Regions from separate parts of the Mus musculus genome. Here all the other regions are linked to region 3. Evidence: chromatin contacts called from public HiChIP or PLAC-seq and Micro-C data. All regions are on one chromosome and are shown on one strand. The core of a region is the stretch at or near the end of the contact, and the rest is flanking DNA. Distances in the headings are between cores, read along the strand shown.

What was found. A called contact is a pair of places that touch in the nucleus more often than the background predicts. HiChIP or PLAC-seq counts read pairs in DNA pulled down with a chosen protein or histone mark.
Region 1: an H3K27ac HiChIP or PLAC-seq map of embryonic stem cells shows a contact between it and region 3, with 2.1 times the contacts expected there. The contact joins the enhancer-like site here to the promoter of Lrrc58 in region 3. A contact is called at or near these places in 1 of 39 promoter capture datasets (frontonasal cranial neural crest), 12 of 115 datasets of contacts at active chromatin or transcription factors (the 230-238 cell line, double positive thymocytes, embryonic stem cells and 7 more) and 1 of 9 other capture datasets (liver).
Region 2: a contact with region 3 is called in a Micro-C map of embryonic stem cells, with 4 times the contacts expected there. The contact joins the promoter of Pla1a here to the promoter of Lrrc58 in region 3. A contact is called at or near these places in 2 of 484 Hi-C or Micro-C datasets (bone marrow-derived macrophages and embryonic stem cells).

Annotation. Positions count from the first base shown.
Region 1 is chr16:38,474,857-38,478,731 of GRCm38.p6, forward strand. All of the region lies in intron 2 of Cd80 (CD80 antigen), which reads left to right. It also overlaps the pseudogene Gm8590. Among named protein-coding and RNA genes, the nearest start is that of Gm41453, 6.1 kb to the right of the region's middle. Within about 2 kb of position 1,700, at least 135 of the 459 cell types and tissues checked have an H3K27ac peak or open chromatin away from gene starts, as enhancers often do. A contact at or near this core is called in double positive thymocytes, embryonic stem cells, liver and 4 more, where this site is marked.
Region 2 is chr16:38,430,865-38,434,491 of GRCm38.p6, forward strand. It overlaps Pla1a (phospholipase A1 member A), which reads right to left and starts at 2,281. Exons shown (of 11, transcript NM_134102.4): 1 at 1,940-2,281. The coding sequence starts at 2,012. It overlaps Gm36333 (a long non-coding RNA gene), which reads left to right and starts at 2,352. Exons shown (of 2, transcript XR_384843.4): 1 at 2,352-2,639.
Region 3 is chr16:37,866,466-37,870,107 of GRCm38.p6, forward strand. Lrrc58 (leucine rich repeat containing 58) reads left to right here and starts at 1,935. Exons shown (of 4, transcript NM_177093.3): 1 at 1,935-2,515. The coding sequence starts at 2,031.

The DNA.
Region 1 (3,875 bases), core at 450-2,949, 610 kb after region 3:
AGACCTTCAAAGTAAGCCGGGCGTGGTAGAATATGCCTTTAATCCCAGTCCTCGGGAGGCAGAGGCAGGCGAATTTCTGAGTTCGAGGCCAGCCTGGTCTACAAAGTGAGTTCCAGGACAGCCAGGGCTATACAGAGAAACCCTGTCTCAACCCCCCCCCCCAAAAAAAAGACCTTCAAAGTAGTTCCTCTAACTCGTTATCTTGTAGCAGGGCTAGGGGAGAAAGCTGAGGCTGCTGTAAGCTCAGTCAGATAGGAAAAGGTGGCTCTTACTGAACTAACCATTTCTTAGAAAAAAAACAAACATGAGTTGTGACTGAGAGCGTTAGGCCTGCAGATTTGTTACTCCAGGTTAAAAAGCCCATGATGTCTGGTTAGAAGAAACAAAATAAAATTTTTATGTTGACTATCCAAGTAGTAGTTTGATTGCGTGGCATTAAGGTAATAAGTAGAAAATAATAATGCCAACTATAAATAGGTCAGGAACACATGCAACTTTATTTAAGAACAAGGCCCATTTTAAATTTCCCCTTTGTTTTAGTTTTGGGTTTTGAGATAGGGTCTCACTATGTAGCCTTGGCTGGCTTGGAGTCTAGCCTCAAACTCAGAGAGATTTCACTACCAAGGAATTGTTGTTGTTGTTGTTGTTTACAATGACTTCCTCTGCAACCAAATTCAGGGTTTTCCCTTTTCTGGTAACTATACTCCGTATTCTTCCCTCATTTCTCCCATTTCTCCCAGTATCCCTGGGCATTTTCAGAAGGTTTCCTTGACAGCCTGATTTAAATGAGAGCGTCTTCCTAAATATATCCTGTGTGTCAGGCTCCGTGCTAAGTGGTGTCTTTCCATCCCTTCATCTCTGGAATGCATGGGTTATTAACCTGCCTACAAACCAAGACTAAAAAGCAAGGGAGTGGCCCACAGTCACAGGGCAAATCTCTGTTTAAGAGCTGCTCTTGATAGTCACTGACCCCTGCTCATACAAGCTCGGTGGCACTCAGACTTCCAAAACGAAAGCTCAGGGTATGGACTGGAGTAGAGGAACTGACTGCCACAGGAGAGGGGAGGAGCTAAATTCCTAAAGTCTAAGCATGAGAAGCAAGTGGCAGGAGGTATCCACACTTGACTCTAAGTCTACTTTAGCATCTTGCTGGAGGTCAAATATACAAATGAAATCAACTCCAGGAAGCCTCCTTGTCTCTTTAAAATGCCAGAGTAGCAAGGAATTAATAAAATGTAGTGGTTGTGATTACAGATTAAATACTGTATATTTGATCTGAGTACAAGCCTTTTTTTTTTTTTTTTTTTTTTTTAGAAAATGAGGATTGTAGAGGTTGGGAGGTCCCTTGGGTAGGTCATGGAAAACAAGGCTTTGGAATTTTAGCTACTAAGACATTAGAGGGCCAGACTCGGGAAGTGACTTAGTTGTGTGGTCCTAATGCTAGCTAAGGCAGAAGCTGAGTACCTTCTGATGTCCTTCGCATCTATGACTTTGCACAAATACAACAAATCTTTGGCCGCATGCCCTAACACCACCAGTATCCCTAACAGCAACCGCACAACAGCACAAGGCAGTAAGCAGTCACCAGAGTGCCTGGAATCCTGCCTACCTAGGCATTTTTCTTAAAGATGAAGGCCACTAGAACACAAGGCAGGAAGCTGTGCAAGTCCCGCGCGGTGGAGGCGGCAGCAGCGGCGGCTGCTCTGGTCCCGGAGATGGTGGAGCAGAGGGGCCTCCCGCAGCGACGGGGAGAACGTGTTTGCTGGGCAGCCAAAGATCTATGCCTACATGAGTCCTAACAAGTGCTCTGGAATGCGCTCTCCACTTCAGGAAGAGAACTCGGTTGCCCATCACGAGGTCAAATGCCCGGGGAAACCATTAGCTGGAATCTACAGGAAGCGAGAAAAGGAACGCCAGGAACGTTATCCGAAGCGCTGTGAAGTCAGATGAACAGAAGAGCAAAGACACCAGGAGAGGTCCCCTGGCGCCTTTTTCAAACCAAAAATCCGAAGCAGCAGAACCTCCAAAAACTCCACCCCCATCATGTGACTCTACCAATGTAGCAGTCGCTAAGCAAACCCTGAAAAAGCCCCTCAAGGGCAAGCAGGCCCCTCAGAAAAAGTCTCAAGGGAAAACCCAGCAGAATAGAAAATTCACCGATTTCTACCCTGTGCGGAGGAGCTCCTGGAAGAGCAAAGCTGAGCTGCAGTCTGAAGAAAGGAAGAAAATAGACGAGCTGACTGAGAGCGGGAAGGAAGAAGGCATGAAGATCCATCTAATTGATGGCAAAGGCAGGGGCGGGATCGCTACCAAGCTGTTTTCCCGGAGGATACTTTGTGGTAGAATACCATGGGAACCTCATTGAAATTACCGATGCCAAGAAGCGGGAGGCTCTTGTACGCACAGGACCCCTCCACAGGCTGCTACATGTACTATTTTCAGTATCTGAGCAAAACCTACTGCGTGGATGCCACTCAAGAAACGAACTGCCTGGGGAGACTCATCAATCACAGTAAGTGTGGGAACTGCCAGACCAAACTGCACGACATCGACGGCGTGCCTCACCTCATCCTCATCGCCACCCGAGACATCGCAGCTGGGGAGGAGCTCCTGTACGACTATGGGGACCGAAGCAAGGCCTCCATCGAAGCCTACCCCTGGATGAAGCACTAACCACTTGACCTCCCTGCCTCCCTGCCACCCTGCCTCCTTCAAAGGTCAAAGTGCACTCAAAGGGGAATGAATTTTTTTTTACACACACACACACTTACTCTTAGCAGATTACTTCAAATGTTTTTAAAAAGTATATTAAAGATGCCTTTTCATGTAGTATTTAAATATCTGTTACAGGTTTCCAAGGTGGACTTGAACAGATGGCCTTATATTACAAAAAAAAAAAAAAAAAAAAAAAAAAGAAGAAGAAAAGAAAAGAAAGAAAGAAAGAAAGAAAGAAAGGAAGCAAGAAAGAAAGGAAGAAAGAAAGAAAGGGAAAGGGTGGCTTCGAACTCATTATATAGCCTAGGCTGACATCATACTCTTCCTACTGCAGCCTCCAAAGTATACCTGCCTACTGGTGTGGTCCACCACGCGCGGCTAACCTTACTTTTTTAAGAAGCAAGGGGGCATTGAACATGGACTTAGGGTGATGCATGAGTGCTGAGAACTGGAGGTCCAGGAGAGCGTGACCATGTGAGTGGGCGCATGTGGGCTCCTGTCTGTTTCCAGGTTCTCAGGTTGAAGGGTGGCTTCACACTTGTTCCTTACTAAATAAACAGATAGAAGGAGCCCCGGGTGCTCTTCCAGTCATCAGGAGGAAAGAAAGGGAGGGATGAGAGAGAAGGGGAGAGTGAGGATGGGCTCTGGTGTTGGGGACTGTGACTGCAGATACAGTTCTGCCACAGGGTTGCAAGTTCCCCAAATCTATTTATTTACAAGATAAGATTATAGACATCAATGGTTTCACATTTGTGCTATTGTATCTATCTATCTATCTATCTATCTATCTATCTATCTATCTATCTATCTACCATCTATTTACCTATCATCTTTTTTTTTTTTTTTTTTTTTTTTGAGACAGGGGCTCTCTGCAAGGCCGTGGCTGGCCTGAAACTAGCAATGTAAACCAGGCTGGCCTCAGTCATGGAAATCCACCTGCCTCTGCTTCCTCGGTGATGGAACTAAAGGCCTGCACCACTCAGCCTGGCTGGTGATGGAACTAAAGGCCTGCACCACTCAGCCCGGCTATTTTATTTTCTAGCAGACAGGGTCTTCACTCTATTTTCCAGACTGACCCCAAACTTGGAGAGCTCAAGCAACCTTTCTGTCTCAGCTTTCTGTCCTACCACACTCGGTCCTTGACCCTTCTAAATCGGAGT
Region 2 (3,627 bases), core at 1,031-3,530, 560 kb after region 3:
TGCCCTGTCTCCTTTAACACCTTCTTCTCTCATCTTCCTCTGGGAGGCCTGAAGGGAACTCTGCTCTTTCCTTTTCTATCTCTCCCTATCCACCAACCTACTGGATTTCCCAAATGGCCCTTTTTTAAAGAGCAGGAAACGTTAGCCCAAAAAACCACCGTCATTGTTGACAACAGTACTTAGTTAAGGCAGAAATGTCAGGGAATAGCTGGGAAATAGAAAAGCTTGGGCCTGCAAGGTCTGTCTGAAGAAAGAGGGCAGCAAACAAAGGCAAGCCGATGGGGGAGGGCTCTGGAGACCCTGCTAGCAAGCACTGCCTGCTCTCTTCCTGCATGGGTACCTGGAATCCCATCCACACTTAGAACTGATCAGTCCTTATCCTAACCCCAACCCAATAACCTAACTCAAGGCTTCTGATCTTCCGTCTGTGTCTGGAACTGTGAGCTTGCTGCCAGGCAAGGTTGCAAAGAAAGTGTGGGGACAATTCTCTTCCAGTCTTCCCACCCTGACATTTCAATTTGGGCCTGGCAGGGAACACCTTCCCCCCACCCCCCATCAGGGGCAGAGCTGCTGTGAAGCAACAGAGGAGCCTGCTGAACCACCTCTCCCAACAGCACCCGAAGTTCCCCTAGGAGCATCTGGGATATGTCTTATCTTTTTCCTAAAGTGGCTTGTGACAGTTCTTTCCCCCTTTCTCCCATCAACTATTCACTAATAATAAATACAATCACCCGAATATAAGCGACTGTTACAGGTCCAGTTTGTGCACGCACTTCCTGTAGTCCTTGACAGCATCCCAATTTGGTAAGGACAGTCTCCAAGGACAGATAAAGAAAAGTCACTTCCTCAAAGTTCTAAACACAAAGACAGATAGATATACTTAATCCATGTCTGCCGGCTCAGCGTGTACTCCCCCAGTTCATTGCTGCTCACTGGGCAGGGGTGCAGTACCATTCACTAAGCCTGTCCTACATGGACTAAATGTACGCAAGAGACTGGAGCCCCAGACCCACCCCTTATAGGAACAAACAACCAAGGGAGACAAAAACCCCACAGGAAGCCGAGGAAAAGCTGCCTAGGGTGTAAGGAGAGAATAGATCTGTGTGATCCGGACTTTGGAACACATTTGGAAATGCTGAGCAGGGCAGTGAATTGCTTTGAGGAAAGACCCCTCCCAAGAGGCAAAGGCTAGAAATAGCGCTGTCTGAGCAAGTCCCGGTGGGCGTTCAGAAGCTGAGAGATGGGAACCCTCTTAGGGGAGGACAGAAAAGCAGTCTGTGGTTGGGAGGTGGAGACACGAGACCCTTCTGATTGTTCTGCCTGTGTGCAGGCCTGTGAGGTGTGTGTGTGCATACATATGTGAGTGCATGTGTGCGAGTGTGTGTGTGTGTATGACAAAAATGTTCTTGAACTTTCCCAAAAGTTAGTTTGGCAAACTTAAAAGTAACTACAGCCGGGTGTGGTGGCGCACGCCTTTAATCCCAGCACTTGGGAGGCAGAGGCAGGTGGATTTCTGAGTTTGAGGCCAGCCTGGTCTACAGAGTGAGTTCCAGGACAGCCAGGGCTATACAGAGAAACCCTGTCTTGAAAAAAAAAATTTAAAAAGTAACTACATAGAAAACAGTAGCCGTTAGTAGGATGAAAATTAATATTGAGAGTTAGTCAAAGGTAATTTTTGTTACAGTCACTTTGGCTTGAACAAGGTGAAAAGGGTTATAATTCGGATTTTAGAAAAATGAGTCAGGAGATGGGGGAAGTTCAGTTTTGGTGTCCCAAGAAGGCACTGGTCTCACCACTAATTCCCGTTATGATAAGAGGGTTTTCCCCTTTCTTTTAAAATCGCCGCCAGAGATAAAGAACTTTTAGGGGACCTTCCAAAGTCAGTGCTGTGTAAGAGGACAGTTTAAGAAATAAGGTTCCACCCAAGCCCTTGGCTTACCTGAACTTCCAATGCTGAGCCATAAAAGTGGTCCCCACAACCAGAAGCATGTCTCCCAGAGGCCAGGACGCATCGTGGAGCTGGAGTCCTGGAGCCAGAATGAAGGAGAGTCCCCAAGCCTGGGATGTCACATGGCCCAGCCTTCAAGCAAACATGTAACACCCACTTGGGACTTAGGAATCATTAACTGGCTCTGTGGCTTGTAAAATAAATAAATAAATAAATAAACCTTCCTATTTGTTTAACCTCTGGAGTTTTCAGTTTCCTCTTCTCAATGAAAATGAGCCAACCTTCCCACTTTTTTTTTTTTAAGCAGGGGACATTGAAACATACCGTTCTTCCTCTCTGCACCAAAGAAGATCAGGAAGTGACTTTTTCCCATTATGAAATCTCAGTGATGGCCCAAGGCAGCCTTTCATCTCCCAGTGGTTACAAAACTCTCACCGTAATGGAATTTCTGTGGACATATTTGTCCCTGGGATACTGAGCAGCTGGAGGCTGGAAAGCTCTTTCACTTTTGGATCCCTAGGGAACCTCACCCGGTGTGCAGCCAATGACACACGTATGGGTACGTTTATGGGACAGAGTAAAGGGAGATCCAATTTGCTTCTGCAAAGTACTGCTGCCTTCCACAGCCTCTCGAGGTTAGGAAGTCAAGTCCAACCCAAGAGAAGAGACATCTTGATGCCTGAGCTCACAGGTAAAGAACCAAGAGCAGGAGATGTGAGTGACGTGGGAACACTATTGATGGATGTGGTCTAGCCTGGGTTTGGAGCCAGGGAGTCTGTCCTCTCGTGCTGCCACCTCACTCCAGGGGTAGTGGAGACCACAGAATCTGATATTTTTGCAGGCTAGAGCAGGGCAGGGCCCTTCCTGGGTCAGTGTTCCTGCAACAGGAGCACACCATTACAAGGCGGAGAGCCGGAAGCAGGCAAGCATCATCTTTCGGAAGAGTAGCTTTGTGAAGGAGTGCTGTTGGCACACATGCTTTCCAGCCCTGTCCGGGAACATCCAGAGCGTACAAAGGTGATACCGGGTAGGGGGTTAGAGCTGGACAGGTTATACCAGAACAGAGCCACTGCCCTGGGTGTATCCATGGGCAGCCTAGCAATTGTGAGTACCTGGTTCAGTGACAGACTCTGTCTTGAAAGATAGTAGAAGTCAGCAGACATGGATCTCTGCCACACACATACACACACACACACACACACACACACGAAGTAAAATTTGAAATGTATGAAAATTTATGGTGAAGAATGAATCTCCTACCCACTGTTGTCTCTTCCTTCCAGTTCCAGAGTCCATAGAAAGCCACCATTTTCATTTGTTGTTTTTTTTTTATTTATTTTTATTGTAGATTCTTATGCAATAATTCCTGACCATTTTTTCCTCCCTCCACTCCCCCCAGCTCTTCCCCACATGCTCGTTCCCTGAGATCTACTCCCCATCTCTTTCCTCTTCAGAAGGCCTCTAAGAGATGACAGCCAAATGGAGCAAAGCAAGATGACAATAAGACAAAGCAAAAAGCCCTCATATCGAGGCTAGACAAAGCAACCCAAAATAAGGGAAAGAGTCTCAAGGACAGGCAAATGAGTCACAGATCCAGTGTTAGGAGTCCCACAAAAGCACCAAGCTGACGGCCATGACGTATGTATATGCAGAGGGCCTGGTGCAGATGCATGCAGGCC
Region 3 (3,642 bases), core at 685-3,184:
AACTTTTACAAGACAGTTTCTGTTCGACGATCTGCTTCCATCTAGCCTAAATTCAACAAACAGATATCGATAGCACAAATCTTTATTAAAATAGGTCATACTACAGCTCTTCAAGCAGTAGACTCTAAATTTTGTCAGTTTGCCCATTTCTTTGCTACAGCTCCATTTTCTACCCTCTTTCCTTCACTGTTTATTTAAAAAGGAGTTTCTGCCCCACTTAGGACTTTCTGCATAGCTTCAGATTCTATTATTGAGATCATCTTTCCCCTACTACCTGATGTTTACACAGGCTAGCTCTTTTTCTCAATCATGTTTTGTTTTTTTCCCTCGTTTGACATTGCTACTGCTTGTTGTTTTACCAAGAGTACACATTTTTAAAGCATTAAGTATTCTTGATCACAGTAGGGCTTCTTCTAGAATATTAGGTTGATCTGAAATAAGGTCCATTTTAAAAAAGGAACTTCCAAATCAGATGTCTTCAAGACACTTGCAGATTTTATTTTATTTTTTAGACATGGTTTCTTTTTTTTTGTTACCCTGACAGTCCTAAAACTATGTAGATCAGGCTGGTACTCACAGAGACACTCCCACCTCTGCCTCCTGAATGTTGGGATTAAAAGCAGGTACTACTATGTCTGGCACATATTTTTTAAATTCCACTCATAGATTGTTTAAACTAACAAACATGACAACTCAATCATAAAGCTTAGCTGTGAAGTAGCATGAAGTCTCTCATCTGCACAACTGAGTAGATGAGGTTATGATTTTTAGGAAAAAAAGCAATTTAATCCCACTGGTTATCACATAACCTTTTAACTTTCTTGTATTTAAGCTCGGTAAGAAACTAAGCTTTTCTCTTATTTCCACTAATGACTTTAAAATTACAAAACGAAATCTCAGAAAAGATTGACATTGAAATGGGATCAGGATGAAAATAAATCTACTGGAATTAGTGAATTAGAGCTAGAGTCAAGACTTTCCCAGTTAAATTCTATCTAGTTCTCACTTGCAGAGTGCTTTGAACGCTTTCTCCATCTGAGCTCAGTGTAAGCTAGATCTAATAAAGGGGGCTCCTATATCCAACTCCCAAGCGCATTCCCATGCCCAAGGGACCAAAGCCCACAGGAGTGATTCTGTGATTGACGTGGACAAAGTTCTTATTGGACACACAATACTTTTACAATGGTGCTTTTTGTTGTTGTTTTGGGGTTTGTTTTTTTTCCAAACAAGGTTTCACTGTATAGCTGTGGCTGTCTTGGCTCGCTCGCGTTAGACAATGCTTTAAGAAACAACAGGCAATCAGGGAAGGGAAGGTCTTCAAGCATGCTTTCCAGCTGGGGCGACAGCCATCTCCGACTTTGGCTTTAGCTTCGAAGAGGCCTTTGTTCTTCACCGTGTAGCCCTGGCTAGCCTGGGCTATGTAGGTCAGGCGGGCCTCAGACTCAGTACGGCTGCCTCTGCATTTCAGAGCGGGGACGAGAGGCGTGGGGCCACCAAGCACGTTCTCCTGAAGACATTAAATTCTCAGGCTACGTCCCCGTCATGGCTACTCTCTCTGGATCCCGCAAAAATGGGGGGGCCCCGGCCTCAAGTGAGAACAAAGGAGGCGGCGCCCCGTGACGCGCAGGCCCCCGGGCGGGATCAACAGCCCCGGAGCTGTTTACTCTGGCGGCCAAGGCCACCACCGGGTGCCACACTATAAAGGGCGAGCTGCCCGCTCCGGGGAGCCTCAGGCCTCCGGCTCGCCCACCGAGCCCCGCGACGCCCGGGCGAGCACAGCTCCCTCACACGGTTCCCGGGAGCGCCAGGCCTCGGCTCCTGCGCAGCGGACGCCGCGCCGTGCGCCACGTGAGGCGGAGCCCGGCCCCCGGAGCGGCGCGCGCACCCGGCGCCGACCATCGCGTGACTCGGAGGGCGCGCGGGGGTGAGCGCCCGGGCCGTACCGGGCCGCGCCGCGCCACTTCCGACGCGGCGCTCGCTTTAGGTTCCGGGGCGCGCCGCCTCGGCTCGCGGGCCCGGGATCCGGCGGGATGGAGGAGGCCGCGCTCGGGGAGGCCGAACTCAACTGGTCCCGCCTCAGCGTGTCGGCCGAGGCGTTGGAGTCGGAGCTGGAGGCGCGCGCCGAGGAGCGGCGCGGCGCGCGCGAGGCTCTCCTGCGGCTGCTGCTGCCCTACAACCGCCTGACGTCGCTGCCGCGGGCGTTGGGCGGCGGCTTCCCGCACCTCCAGCTCCTGGACGTGAGCGGCAACTCGCTCACGGCGCTGGGGCCCGAGCTGCTGACGCTGAGCGGCCTGCGCACGCTGCTGGCCAGGAACAACCGGCTCGGCGGCCCGGGCTCGCTGCCCAAGGGCCTGGCCCAGTCGCCGCTCTGCCGCAGCCTCCAAGTGCTCAACCTCAGCGGCAACTGCTTCCAGGAGCTGCCCGCCTCGCTGCTGGAGCTGCGCGCCCTTCAGACCCTCAGCCTGGGCGGCAACCAGCTGCAGAGCATCCCCGCCGAGATCGAGAACTTGCGGAGGTGAGCGGCGGCGAGTCCCGGGGGTGGGGAGCGGGGCGGTGGCCCGAGCTCCGTGGCACCGGGTTGGAGGGGGAGGGGGACTAGGCGAGCCATTGTCACCCGTAGCGTCTGACCAAGGGTGGGTGGGTGGGTGGTAGCCTTTGGGTTGTGTTTGGCCTGCCGCAGGTCTTCGACGCCCCCCGCGCCCCCCAATGAACTCTGGAATTCATTGTGGAGACCATGCTAACCTCAAGCTCACAGAGCTCCGCCTGCCTCTACCTCCCAAATCTGGGGCTAAAAGACATGCGCCACTAAGCCGGACTTCGCCTTCTTTCTTGAGTCTAGACAGGGAGTCAAAAGGGCTCCCGTTAACAGAGGTTGGCGATTTCTTACTGGTTAAGTCTTCCGAGACTTTCCATGCGTTTGCATCAAAGTGGCATTTAACGTGGCGTAGGAGGTGCTGACCTACTTCCTTGGTTTTTATTTCCAGTTCCCCTCTTTTCCCGATACCCAAAGTACCATTTGTGGAGTCAGTGAGCCTTGCACACACACACACACCCAGAAAGGCAGCTTCACTAAATTGTGGGGTTGGGGTTGGGTACAAAAAAAAAAAACAAAAAAACCCAAAAACAACAACAACAAAAAAAAACCACGCTGCGCTTCCTTTGACCCTGAGGAACTATTCACATTTCAAAATTTTATCTTAGGAGTCTTTTCTGTAATTCTAAAAAAAAAAAAAAAAAAAAAAAAAAAAAAAAAAAAAACTGTTCCCAGGACAATTAGAGCCAAATTACTTCCTCTGTGTGTCACACATCATACCATTGTATCTGTGTTACTGTATGTTACTGAATGTGATTCCTTCTTTACAGGAACTGTCTGTCCTATCTCCTAGTGGCTTAGTCAGTAGTGTACTGGAGTGAGGAGGTGCAGAGAGGATAATAGAAGTGCTCTAATGTGCCCTGCAGGGGAGTCAAAGCAAAACAAGAAAGCATCTTCCACTTGTTAAATATTTTTCCTCTCTTTTAATTGGTTAGCCAAGATAAAAGAATGTGGAGCCAGAAAGAACCTTCGAGTTAACAGGGAAAACATTGACCCAGGAATAAGACTTTTTCTTCACATCTCACCCTTCTGCTGGTCACTTAGCACTT